2 separate regions of the Bombyx mori genome follow, and region 1 is linked to region 2. A link is a contact called in public Hi-C data. All regions are on one chromosome and are shown on one strand. The core of a region is the stretch at or near the end of the contact, and the rest is flanking DNA. Distances in the headings are between cores, read along the strand shown.

The links. A called contact is a pair of places that touch in the nucleus more often than the background predicts.
Region 1: a Hi-C map of midgut shows a contact between it and region 2, with 2.1 times the contacts expected there. The contact joins the enhancer-like site here to the promoter of LOC101737422 in region 2. A contact is called at or near these places in 2 of 7 Hi-C or Micro-C datasets (midgut and whole pupa).

Annotation. Positions count from the first base shown.
Region 1 is chr10:16,319,305-16,326,350 of ASM3026992v2, reverse strand. It overlaps LOC101737422 (adhesion G-protein coupled receptor G2), which reads right to left. Exons shown (of 13, transcript XR_009974120.1): 3 at 4,077-4,817; 4 at 3,507-3,679; 5 at 2,111-2,724. Among protein-coding and RNA genes, the nearest start is that of LOC119631019, 18 kb to the left of the region's middle. Within about 2 kb of position 1,575, at least 1 of the 8 cell types and tissues checked has open chromatin away from gene starts, as enhancers often do.
Region 2 is chr10:16,285,302-16,291,475 of ASM3026992v2, reverse strand. It overlaps LOC101737422 (adhesion G-protein coupled receptor G2), which reads right to left and starts at 1,292. Exons shown (of 13, transcript XR_009974120.1): 1 at 1,088-1,292.

The DNA.
Region 1 (7,046 bases), core at 326-2,825, 35 kb before region 2:
GAATATCTAAATTTTATATTTGTTATATATTAAAACATACATACATACATATATAATTTATAGAAGATCCCAAAATACAGAGAATCCTAGTTTAAGATCACGTGACCGTGTGCGATTTCTCGTTAATAATTTATTTATTTCTAAATTTCTCATAGTAGTGCGTAAGACTATACGGATTGGTCATAATGTCTATTTGGACTACAAAGAAATGACGTGTTTGAAAACTAAATCCACCGCTGTCCTACACAATTGAGACTCCGACCTCATGCCTCAAGCAGCGAGAACTCATCTGCCAATAGAAACAGTAAAAAAAAGCATTATCCTTATACAGAACGACGTCTTGGAACAATTAACCGAGTTATTGTTGTTGTTGCAAATTAAAATTACATTTGTCATTGACATTAATAATGACAATTATAATGTAACTACAGTCACGAATCTGTTAGCACATTATCAACTTTTGCACCTAGCCAACATCTATATAGGTCGTAAACTCGAACTATTTTTAGTCGATTTTGATCAACAAACCATTTACAAATGTCATTATTATATAGCTTTGTCTTCGAAAGCATATAGCCCAGTTGATGATGAGAGGTCTTTGTCGTTCGTGGATATGAGTTATGTCAAGGTTACAGCCAAGCCGTAACCTACTGTATAGAATTCCTCTTCGTTCTTCAAGAATATTCTAAGGTTCTTGTATGGGCCAACGCGGACATCCGGCTCGAAGAACCAAAAAAGGGATGTACGGTTTGTTCACGCAACCCTCTGTTGTGATAATGATAACAATTCCAATATTGAGTAATTGTTTATTGATATGCTTACACTGATTGGTGATTTTTTATATGATAAAAATGACATTATGTGAGTTTGCGACGCCTTGCTGATGGCGGTACACGAACTGAGTGGGAAATGAATGGCTTTGATGTAAAATGCATCGGTATGCAATATGATGTGCGCGCTGGCCCGTACGGTTCCAATATCCAGTTCATAAACCCATCACCAAACCAGACTCACGGTACCATATTCACAGCAGAACAACACAACCCTCAGCTCCACTTTCAAAGATAATCCTATCCGTTTTTTAGTGTGCAGTGCCCTGAATCATTACTAGAGAGAAGCCGTCATCTCAATTTTACCCTCGCATCATCCGTCATAAGAGCAGAGTTAATTTCAACTACCAAGAATACCAATTACCAAGAACCATAAATATTTCTATAGATAAGACATAAAATTATAATTTGGTTACTGGTGGTAGAACGTCTTGTGAGACCGCACGGGTAAATACCACTGTTGTACTCTAAAAACGGAGACCTTAGAATTAATATCTCAAGGAGAAGGCGGCATTTACGTTGTACATGTCTATGGACTCTGTTAACCACTTAACACCAAGAGGGCGAGAGCTCGTTCACCCATCTAATCAATAAATAAATAAATAAGCCTTCGGTAACGTTGGGGCTTGATGTCCATAAGCAACAGTAGCCGCTTATCAGTAAATATGCCGTAATTCACCTGCTCTTGATGGAAACAACAACTTATGACAAACTCTTTTCGTCTACACGTCCAATAACAAGCTCAGAGGTCAGCTGTGTTAATTGCAACTTGAATGATTCACACTCGAGATATGAACTCGAGTATTACAGAACTGCTAATAACATAGAATCATATATACGAGAGATATACGAGTATTTTACTAGTGGTAGGACCTCCAGTGAGTCCTCGCGCGTAGGCACCACCACCCTGCCTATTTCTGCCGTGAAGCGGTAATGCGTTTAGATTTAAAGGTTGGGCAACCCGTTGTAGCTATACTGAGACCTTAGAACTCATATCTCAAGGTGAACGAGCTCACAGCAAACCTGGTGTTAAGTGGTCAGGTGACCCCATAAACATCTACAACTTAAATGCCATTAACCTCCTTGAGATATGAGTTCTAAGGTCTTATTAATACAACGGCTGCCCCACCCTTTAAGCCGGAACGCATTATAGCTTCACGGCAGAAATACAGCGGTAGTACCTACTCGTGTGGACTCACAAAAGGTCCTACCACAAGTTTAAATCTCACCAGTCGTCATATGCAAGTATGATAATTTTTTAAATAGACCGTAACACTTACCTAAGTGCTTCGCTTCGCCGCTTTCCAAGCTCTCGTCAGGGCAGTAGTACACGGGCTTCATAAAAACTAATTCAAGCCCTTTCCAGGTCCCAGGGCGGACGGGTCTCATGCTGGAATCGAGTTCGAAGTGAACCAACAACGCTCTACCACCAACGAACCACTTCTTTAGCCTAGCGTTGGACAGCACTTCTCTTACACCGACCGAAGGTGTTGTCAATTCAAAACTCCTCAGTTGATCCTCCGTTGCCGCATCGTTCCCATGAACATTAAAATACTTGGTCGATAAGTATATGTACTCTTCCAGCTTTTCTAGTGCCTTGTAAATTTTTTCAGGATCTGTATAAGACTGTAGATGAAGTTTGACGGCGTACACGTGGTCCAAGGAGTTCTTCTTTGGTATGTGCAAAACCTTATTGGATTGCGAGATCGTGTAGCTCTTGGAATCCGTGTGAATACACCAATAGTAACCGTTCTTCTTTTCCTGAACCACGTAAGTGTTTTCTTCGTCGTGGTCCAAGTCCACTGGAGTGGGGTAGTACTTCACTGAGTCGGTGAAGCACTTCAAATACCTTCTCGGTACTGGCTCGCTTACGTTTAAAATGAGTCTGTCATCGCTGAAAAATGAATGAATGATAATTGACGTATGTTGGTACACATTTATTTCACTTCACAGTAACTGTTGTTACAGATAGCTTGAATGTAAGATAACCAATTCTAATTTACGACTAGTTACAAGTTCCCAAAAATAATAGCATTATGATTCCAATGCAGTTAAAGGTTCAGTCTTGGTTCTCAGTGTCGATATAATGTGACAATTGGCTAGATTTTTCATATATTTTTTTATAATACTATTTTACAAAATCAGATCTTATCAGTGACCTGATATCACAGACATCGGATACGAAAACATGCCTTAAAGCATGTGGTCGAAAGTTATATACTATACACCATGCACCTGCCCCGAAATGCTGCTTTGTTGCAAATACAGGCAGGATTGTAGCTTAGTCCGTCTGCTGAAAAATTACGTGCAAAGAAGAAACAGGAGCAGGGTGGATATGAAAAATAGAACATTTGGAAAAGCTACTACAGACGCAGTATAAGGCTCCTACAGATAAATTAAAAGGTCGCAACATTGCTTCTTTTGACAACCTCTGACCTTTTACTACTGACCACTTGTCGTCCACACTCGACCCTGTTTGGTAGTGCTATAAGGTTTCAATTGGCACATCAGTACAAGGTTGTTGCCCTACTTCAATTAAAAATTGAAGATGGGACATTGATACTTTTGAGTGGATAACTAATGCGGATATTTCAAAAAGGCTAATATCTCACTAATAACGGGGCAGACAACTTTTAGGGGGGAACCTCATCAGATGATATGAAAAAAAATACTTACGAATCGATTGTAAGATTCAATACAACATCCTTCACTGGTACGGATACCTCACATATCACGGCATAGAACACAAATGAACTGTTCACGGAGAACCACATATTATTCCCCACAGCACTTAAACGAGTTTTATTGGTTTGAGGCAATTCTGAAAATTTCCATTCCGATCTTGGTATCTGAAAATGTTATTTGAATACCTGAATTGAAAGACAGCAAATCTGCGGAGTATTAATTTTAGCCAAAAAGTCTAAATTTATACAATGACGCTGTTTTTGAAATTTGCCATTTAATTTTGGCCTCAATGACCAATTGAAAACTATTGTTTTAAATCTCTAAAAGGTTTCATGAAACCATTCACGTATTATTATGGCTGGTTTTTCTGTTTTTTTACATCATCGGGAGTGTTGTATTAATTAGCCAGGAAAAATCCGGCAACCATTGTAAAATGCTTTGCTTTATTCGAAGAAAAGCTAATTTTCATTGGACCCTGCAATCGTCTCAATTAAAATTGGATTTAAGTACATTATTATAATATAATACGTATATCCATTTTTATATCCGAAAATAACTTACCAAAATAGTCCCGTTATTGAGGTGTAACTTGAGCTCCGTAAGTTCAGAATTAAAAGCGAAACCCAAAGGATAGGCCGAGTGCGAAAAGCTCCTGAAGTTGGAATACATCCATCCAAAGTTCAAAAGGTATCCTCCCCGTTTCTCGCATATGTTTTTAGCTTGTTTCCATGTTGCTCTGACAGCTGCTTCACCTACAGCCGGTACCTCCGCCAAACACGTAGGCATCGGACTATAGAATCTATAGCCATTATCGAAACCCGCACAAGGTTGACTCTTTAAAGCCTTTTCGTCTTCATAGGGATAAACCAAGCAATACCTGTGATGCATTGCTTCACAACTGACTGCCGTGAAACTGGTGATTGAGTCTATCACCACGCACAGATCCTGGTTCAGTAGTGATTCATTTTGTTGAACTTTCTCACGTAGCAGTCTTCCAGTTGTCTCTGTATAAGACCAGTCCACGAATCGCCCCCCAGGATATGCGTTTTTGTACTGCGTCCACAAAGCATATTCGTGCTCTGGTATTTTTAAATTGTTATAGCGTTCGACTGTGTATAGATTCCCGGTGCAGTTTTTGTATATATCAGAGAATCTTTCTGGGCCCTTGATGCGGTAACACAGTCCGCGGTTGCCTGACTTGTATTCTGCGAATTGGAATCCAATAGGGCATGTTGTTTTAGCGGTCGACGCAATCGTCCAAATGAGAACAATAAATACGATTCGTTGATATAAATCGATCATCTGAAATATTTATACAATAATAAAATATGAATTAGGAAATTCGCATTATGACGGAAATGAAGAGTTTTCTTTTTTTCTTTGATAACTTTGGAATTTGTTATTCTCACGTGTGTGTTTGGTGTGAGGCGATGACATATTGATTGGTAACCAAAAAAACACGGGATGCTACTGTGTTCAAAAGTGATAGAATTCAAAAGAAAGAAGAGAATCGCATAACTAATAATAAGAAAGTACGAATTAAAGTAATAATCTCTTTTTACATTAAAGAATGATTTCACACTAATATTATCAATGCTCTCTGGCAGTGACGATTTCTAGTAAATGGTCTCGGAATCAACTCGAATATGTTAGACATGTTAAGTGATTAAAATTTCGGATTTTCTATAAATCTGTTATTTCATTGCATTTTTTATTTCAAACCTAGTATCTGATATTTGGGTGTCCCAGTCTAAAGATGAGGGCAATACTTCACGCGAGGCCGGACTTGTGAACTGTTAAGCAAAGTTATTTGTCCAGACTAAAAGTACCGCTTCGATATGTTGAGGACTCCCAGGATTTTTTTTGAAGCCAATTTGATTTTCCCTCCAAATGACTTCGATATTGAAAATCGCCCGTAACGTCGATCCCAAGAATCCGGGATAAAATACTATCGAAAGTTTTCAGGGAAACTCCTTGGAATTACGGCACTACGACGAATGGATCTTCTTTGCAGTGAACGCGCAAAAATAGCCAAAACATATACATGATTATTGGCGGATTTCGATCACGGATCGAACACCACTTCTAGAAACTATATATTAATACGTGAATAAAAAACTTTGTGCCCCTTTTTATGAAAATTGCGTGGACGGAGGTGTATGAAATTTCTTACACTTATAGAGAATATAGAGAAGGAGTGCAGAATACTATTTTTTTTTTAATTATACTTAAAAAATACATTAAATCAATAAAAAAACTATGCATTTGACACACACACATACTCTTTTGTTTATTGTAAAAGTCTGTCAAATTCGGAATATATTGATATTGTTTGTCTTCAATATTATTTATCTATAGTTGTAGCCTTGGTGAAATTTGTTATTATAGAGGTCTATTATATTCTTTGACAATAGACCCTTAATAATGTTCTAACTTATAATTTAAATGAATTATAGTCGAATTTAGACTACTGGGCGACCACTAGTTATTAGTAAATCATTAATTATTTGCACGTGAGCAATCGACACACTCCCTGCGTCCAACAAATAATACAATTTTATCAGCTTGTGTTCTTAGAGAAACGCCTGAATCGCTAAATCATCGAGGAGGATCATTTCTAGATAACGACATGTAATTAACATGTAATTTAACAAAATGTTAATTGCGTGTTTACGACATACGTCGCGGCCTTTTAAATCGTGGTGGCCTAAAGGATAAGACGTCCGGTGCATTCGTTGTTGCGATGCATCGGTGTTCGAATCCCGCAGGTGGGTACCAATTTTTCTAATGAAATACGTACCTACTTAACAAATGTTCACGCTTGACTTCCACGGTGAAGGAATAACATCGTGCAATAAAAATCAAACCCGCAAAATTTTAATTTGCGTAATTACTGGTGGTAGGACCACTTGTGAGTCCGCACGGGTAGGTACCACCGCCCTGCCTATTTCTGCCGTGAAGCAGTAATGCGTTTCGGTTTGAAGGGTGGGGTAGCCGTTGTAACTATACTGAGACCTTAGAACTTATATCTCAATAGTGGACTCTCATAGTGGACTTCATTTAAATTCGTCGGAACCTCCACAATAAACAAGTAAACAATAGTTTGACAGGCTACGTAACAAAACAAGTCGTCCTGTGATCCACCGCTGTTATCTTATCAGCGTTAATATGAACACTGATAAGAGGATTGTTCATTTAACACTATTAACGATATTCAGAAATTATCAAATATGATTACGAAACGTAATGAGTTTTCCCTGAAAAATCACCTGATTTTGGAATTGACATTTGGCGACGCCCTCGTTGGGGCATCGCGACCTTTCCACTTAAATATATCTCTTTGTAAATCAATTTGTATAATAAATAAATAACACTTCAAACATTCATTGATTTGCCGTTCAGAAAAAGGAGTCAACTTAACCACAAGTTTTTTGTTTGTTTTTGAAGTGGACATGAAGCTGAGCAACATCATGAAATCATTTGAAAGCCTTTGTTCTTTAAAATTGTATCAATTAACATTTCGATAAACCT
Region 2 (6,174 bases), core at 43-2,542:
ATATACAGTACAATTAAGACTTCAACGTGTCACATGATCGCTAGAGCAGACTGGTCCTTTAGTGGAGACCGCGCACCGGAAAATATAAGTTGGGGCGCCTCCGGCTAGTTGGTGCGAAGAGTGACCAGCCAGAAATGAATGAGGAGAGTCAAAGACCGAGCCCAGTGATAAAAAATCGGTAGAAGTATGTATCCAGCGGTGGATGACTATGGGCTGATGATAATGGCTCTGGGTGGATGACGATATGTACGGTGTGAAGTCTCTGTTAAGGATTACATCAAATGGATATAGTTTTAAGACGTTCCAGTTATAAAACTCCATTCCGATAGGTACTTACTAGCGCACTGTGTATTTTTCTTTAAATAGTATACTCATTTAAGGCGACTCTAATTGTTAATAATCACATTCGATCTTATAAATAGTATTTTAGTAATAATCTTCTATGACTTTACTGATAATTTTTCCTTGTCGAAAATTAAATATATCAAATTAAAACGCCGTATTCCCACAATAATATAGATAACCGAAGCGAATTAATTCAATGGTAAGCGTTGAAGAACTTATTGGCGACTAAAGACTAACTTTTTATCGCGACGGTGAGACATTCTCGTCCGCCAATGTAATCCATCAATTACTTAATCAATTAATAATTGTTAAAATTAAAAAGTATATTGCTTAAGTTACTCGTGCTAACATTCATAGTGGCAATGCTAAATCAGCTACTCAACAGCTCGACTAAAATAAATACAAGAAGCCCGAAGGAATAAACTAAAATGTCACAAATAAAAAAGTAATAACTAAAATTACTATTATACTACTAGAATCACGACCACGCTTCGACACGCAAGATGGAAGATTTAATTACTTCAAACCATCCAAAAAAAAAAAGTGCTAAATCATTTTATTCAAACAATTATATGTAAACAAAGCCAACTAAATTAAATTTATTCTTTATTTCGTTGCGAATCCATGCAATCTTTAAAGTACATCTAACTACATGAGAATTTAGAAAGATTTTTTTCTTCGATCGAAAGAAAAATGGAATGAAAGAAAATATCGTAACGTGAATACAAATTAAATAACTTACGTCCGATTAATTAAAATCCACAATGAAACAACTTTTTTTTTAACACGAAACACATGTAACCAACATAATACGACTAAATTATTATGTGAATAATGCTCAATTACTGAACAGACACGTTTTCACCAAAATATATTTCGCGCGTTCAAAGTATGATGTTCGGATAGCGTGCGCCCACAGCAATCGCGTTCCACAGACTAAGCTGACTAAACATGGCGAGAGATAACATAAATTTTTTTGCAAGTAGCGAATATTGCAGATTTAAAATAATCTACACAGTTTTTTTTTTACCGTTATATACGATTTTACAAACAAAGAAGATCTTATATATATATAGCGATTTAATTATTTGTTCTTTAACAGTGAAACATTTTGTTTTGAACAAAATTAGCTTCAACTACGCGGGTTAAAATTGAATTGAAGAAAATTTGAAGTCGTCGTGGCCTAAAGGATAAGACGTCCGGTGCATTCGTGTTGAGCGATGTACCGGTGTTCGAATCTCAGGCGGGTACTATTTTTTCTAATGAAATACGTACTCGGCAAAAGTTCACGATTAACTTCCACGGTGAAGGAATAACATGGTGTAATAAAAATGAAGCCCGCAAAATTATAATTTTCGTAATTACTGGTGGTAGGACCTCTTGTGAGTCCGCACGGGTAGGTACCACCACCCTGCCTATTTCTGCCATGAAGCAGCTATGCGTTTTGGTTTGAAGAGTGGGGGCAGCGGTTGTAACTATACTTGAGACCTTAGAACTTATACCTGAAGGTGGGTGGCGCATTTACGCTGTAGCATTCCCGATCCTGCGGACAGAATGGAAAGCAGTCGACGTCGCCCTTAACACGTCATCTCGGATCCACTAACGGTGCTTCTAGGTACTTCAAGCACCAGTCACCGTCCTCGTCGAACCCGTCGCTTGCGACGAAGGGCTCGACGAGCGAATTAACCCACAGACACAGCCCACTGAGTTTCTCGCCGGATCTTCTCAGTGGGTAGCGTTTCCGACCCGGTGGTAGATTCTGCGAAGCACTGCTCTTGCTAGGGTCAATGTCAGCAACTCTCCGGTTTGAGCCCCGTGAGCTCACCTACACACGCTAGGGTAAGCTGAAATAGCCTCTCAAGGCTATCAGCATAGGTAGGAAAAAATAAAATTGTAGGATCGCATCTAGGTCACTTTGCAATTGGCGAGAGTCGACAACAGAAACTATGGTTTTGTATATCTGGAGATCATCGGCTGACACCTTACAGTGACTTACTTTATCGACTATGTCGTTAATAAAGATTACTAGACGATGATTTTTTTTTTATAACGCCCTCTTGTTGTTTCTTTAAAGCGGTTAGTTGCCCTCAATTAAGAAAATTAATATTATTATTCGCCAATAGATGTCGGGAAGAGTTGACTATTGAAAACACGAATAAAACAACATTTTCTGAAAATAAATCGTACCTGGATCGATTTATCGCCCCCGAAATCCCCTGTATACTAAATTTTATGAAAATCGTTGGAGCCGTTTCCGAGATTCAGATTATATAATTATATGTTAATATACAAGAATTGCTCGTTTAAAGGTATAAGATGAAAACAAGGGGTCCCAAATGCGATCTCTGAGGCACACCGGTATTTGTAAAATAAGTTATCGAGTTAAATCCATTTACAGACACCGACTGAGGTCTCTGTTGCTTGCAAGTAAGACTCGAACCATTTCAAAAGTGGGCCATCTACACCGAATCCATATAATTTCCTCAAAAGAATTAGTGGTTAACTCGATCAAAAGCACTGCTAAAGTCGGTGTAGATGGCGTCAACCTGCCTGCCTGAGTCAACTTCATTTGATACATTGGAAATTGGAAATGTAAGTGACCAAGTTAGTGACTATTGAGCGACCACGTCTGAAACCGTGCTGTAAATTGTTTTATAACTGACTTGTTGTTACTTGATACTATTTTTTTTTTATTGCCCTTGTAGGCAGACGAGCATACGGCCCACCTGATGGTGAGTGGTTACCGTCGCCCATGGACTTCAGCAATGCCAGGGGCAGAGCCAAGCCGCTGCCTACCGACATTATATTGACATTTCTTCTTTTCTTTTCGATATGACATGACATTTATTAGACATGCATATTAATATTTCAACAATGATTACAGTATACCTTGTTAAATTTGAATTTCAAAGTATGTTTTCATTAGGTATTCTTTTCTTTTTTTATTATTGTATTCCATCTTCGTGCCGATGAATTGCCAATGCTATGTACGCTATTATTGTCACATGCATCAGGCCATAAATTAAATAGTTTAAGTATTTTCAATGTTAAATGTTTGTGACGTAACAGTACTTTTTTTAAATCTATATATATAAAAATGAATTGCTGTTCGTTAGTCTCGCTAAAACTCGAGAACGGCTGGACTGATTTGGCTAATTTTGGTCTTGAATTATTTGTGGAAGTTCAGAGAAGGTTTAAAAGATAGATAAATATCAAAAGCTTGGAATGAAATAAAAATAACAAATTTGTTTCTCCTTTGATGTGTCCCCCGTCGGACGGATTCCTTTTGTTTGTTTTAAGTTTATTTTATACAAAAGCTTAGGTCTTTTATTTATCGATTGAGGCAATACGAAGTCTGCCGGGTCAGCTAGTAAATAAATAAATATTATAAACACGAAATGAACTATGAAACGAAATGAAATATGTATGTCAACATATGTAACAACATTTTCATGTTCCACAACTGAACCGGTTTTGATGAAGAAGGCAGTTTGAACCCTGGAAAAGACCCCTAGGCTACCTTTAATCTCACAGCTAGGCACAGGTCTTCAAAGTCCACCCGACCGAACCTAAGAGCGGAAAGCTAGTTAAAAATAAAATTCTAATTCGTTGGATAACACATAATTTATCATAATTTTTTGTAACAATTTTCCTCTGTAACTAAAATTTCCTATTTCTACCGTGAAGCAGTAATGCGTTTCGGTTTGAAAGGTGGGGTAGCCGTTGTAACTATACCTGAGACCTTAGAACTTGAATCTCAAGGTGGGTGGCGCATTTACGTTGTGGATGTCTATGGGCTCCTGTAACCACTTAACACCAGGTGGGCTGTGAGCTCGTCCACCCATCTAAGCAATAAAAAAAAAATTAAGAGTACAGGCAAATCTGGGTAAGTGAGAACTGGATAATTGAGAAAACTCTATAAGTGAGAGTAAGTAAAAAACGGAAAATTAAAGTACGGTCATGAAGTGATAAACTTAAAATAGTGAATGCGTTTGAATCCGGAAAATCGCGAAATGAAATTCAGAGGGAGCATTAGCGAGAAACTCGGGTTAGTGAGAAACCTCTATAAGCGAGAATGAAATTGTGCTCCCTTTAACTCTCGCTTATCCAGGTTTGACTGTATTTTCATTAGTGTTGTATTAGCAAGCCGCAATATATTCTAGTTTTCAGAGTCAGATATCCCTATACGTAATCCACTTTTATGGGGTCTGGTAATCAGAGCACCAGATGGACTGTGAACGCCACCCAGAGCAATACACTGCTGCTTTATTGACCTCATAGGTCAAAGTAGAGGACGATATATCGTCTTCTCGCATTAAAACTGTATAATCTCAAAACCTACAAATTTTACAGGAGAGTGGTTTTAAAGGCTTAACATGTGATATTTTTAATATTAATCATCTTTGCAATATTTATTTTTTATTTTTTACCAGTTACATTATTTGTCTTTTAAAGTAAGATTAAATATCATCATCATCATCATCAACAGCCCACAGTCGTCCACTGCTGGACATAGGCCTCTCCCAATCTACACCACTGAGCCCGGTCTGCGGCTCTCCTCATCCACTTCTTGCCGGCCACCGTGCATTTAGATTAAATATATTATGTATTAATTTTGTTAATAGTAGTTAAAATTAAACTACACTAAAAAAATAACTATAACTAAACTATGCTCTTTTGGCAGTTTATGTGACAAATATTAGTGATACCAAATTATTCGGTATATTAACTCAATTTCGAATATTTTTGGAAATTGTACACTTTTAATGCGAGAATACGATATTTTATTTATTAACACCCAGTGGAAATGATTAGTCAATACTTTCGCAAGAATCCACGTCATTTACTTTTCCCCGTTTTTAATTACAGGCGAACTTTGGTATTACTTAATCGTCATCATCATCAGCATATAGGAGTCCACTGATGAACATAGGCCTCACCAATTATTTAACAGACGATAACTGACAAGTGTAGTTGAGACGACTTCAATTACGTGGATAAATATACAATATTAGTGGAAAATTTTGCTAGGCCCGTGTAATTTCATGACCCTTAAAAATAGGTACTCTCGCCTGATCTTCTCAACAGGTCGCTTTTCCCGTTAGATGTCCTTCGGGAGCTCTCAGGCTGCTGCTAGCAAATTCCACCGCCTCCTGATGAAAGATTTAGAAACGAATTTGAACACATTATTGGTTTCAGTCATTTATTTTGAGGCAGACTGAAATATCCACAGCTTCTACTGAGACTGGCATCTTCAAAAACTACTTAGAAGTCTTAATTTAGGAGTCAACGTGTACTCCTTATTTTCGGCTATGTGTATGTTTACGAAGTATCACAGGAAAAATGCGAACTTGAGTCTTTGTATATTGCCTTTGTAGGAAGATGAGAATACGGCCCACCTGATAGTGAGTGACGTCGCCCATGGACGTCAGCAAAGCCAGGGGCAGAGCCAAGCCGCTGCCTAAATTAATAATAATATTTTAATAAATAATGTGCCATTTCATTGATATTTTCTGCGAATATCCTTATTTCAGTGTGTCATCGTGGTTCCCCGTTCCCGGCGGGAGAGGTCCAGCATTGGACCTTTTTCAGCAAATTTTTTTAAAGATTTTATGACCCTTAGGTCAAGTCCTTTTTTTTCAGCCAAGTCGCTGTCTACAATTGATTTGTCTTGTCTGTTATCCTCTTCCCTGCCTTTTTCGTTTTTAAAACTGCAAAGAACGAACACCGTTTTCCTATTGCCAAATTTTATGGAAATACAACGGTAAAATGGAATTGATGCGCAGACATCGAGCTATCGGAGTCGGCCGGTTTTGAAAATTCATAACG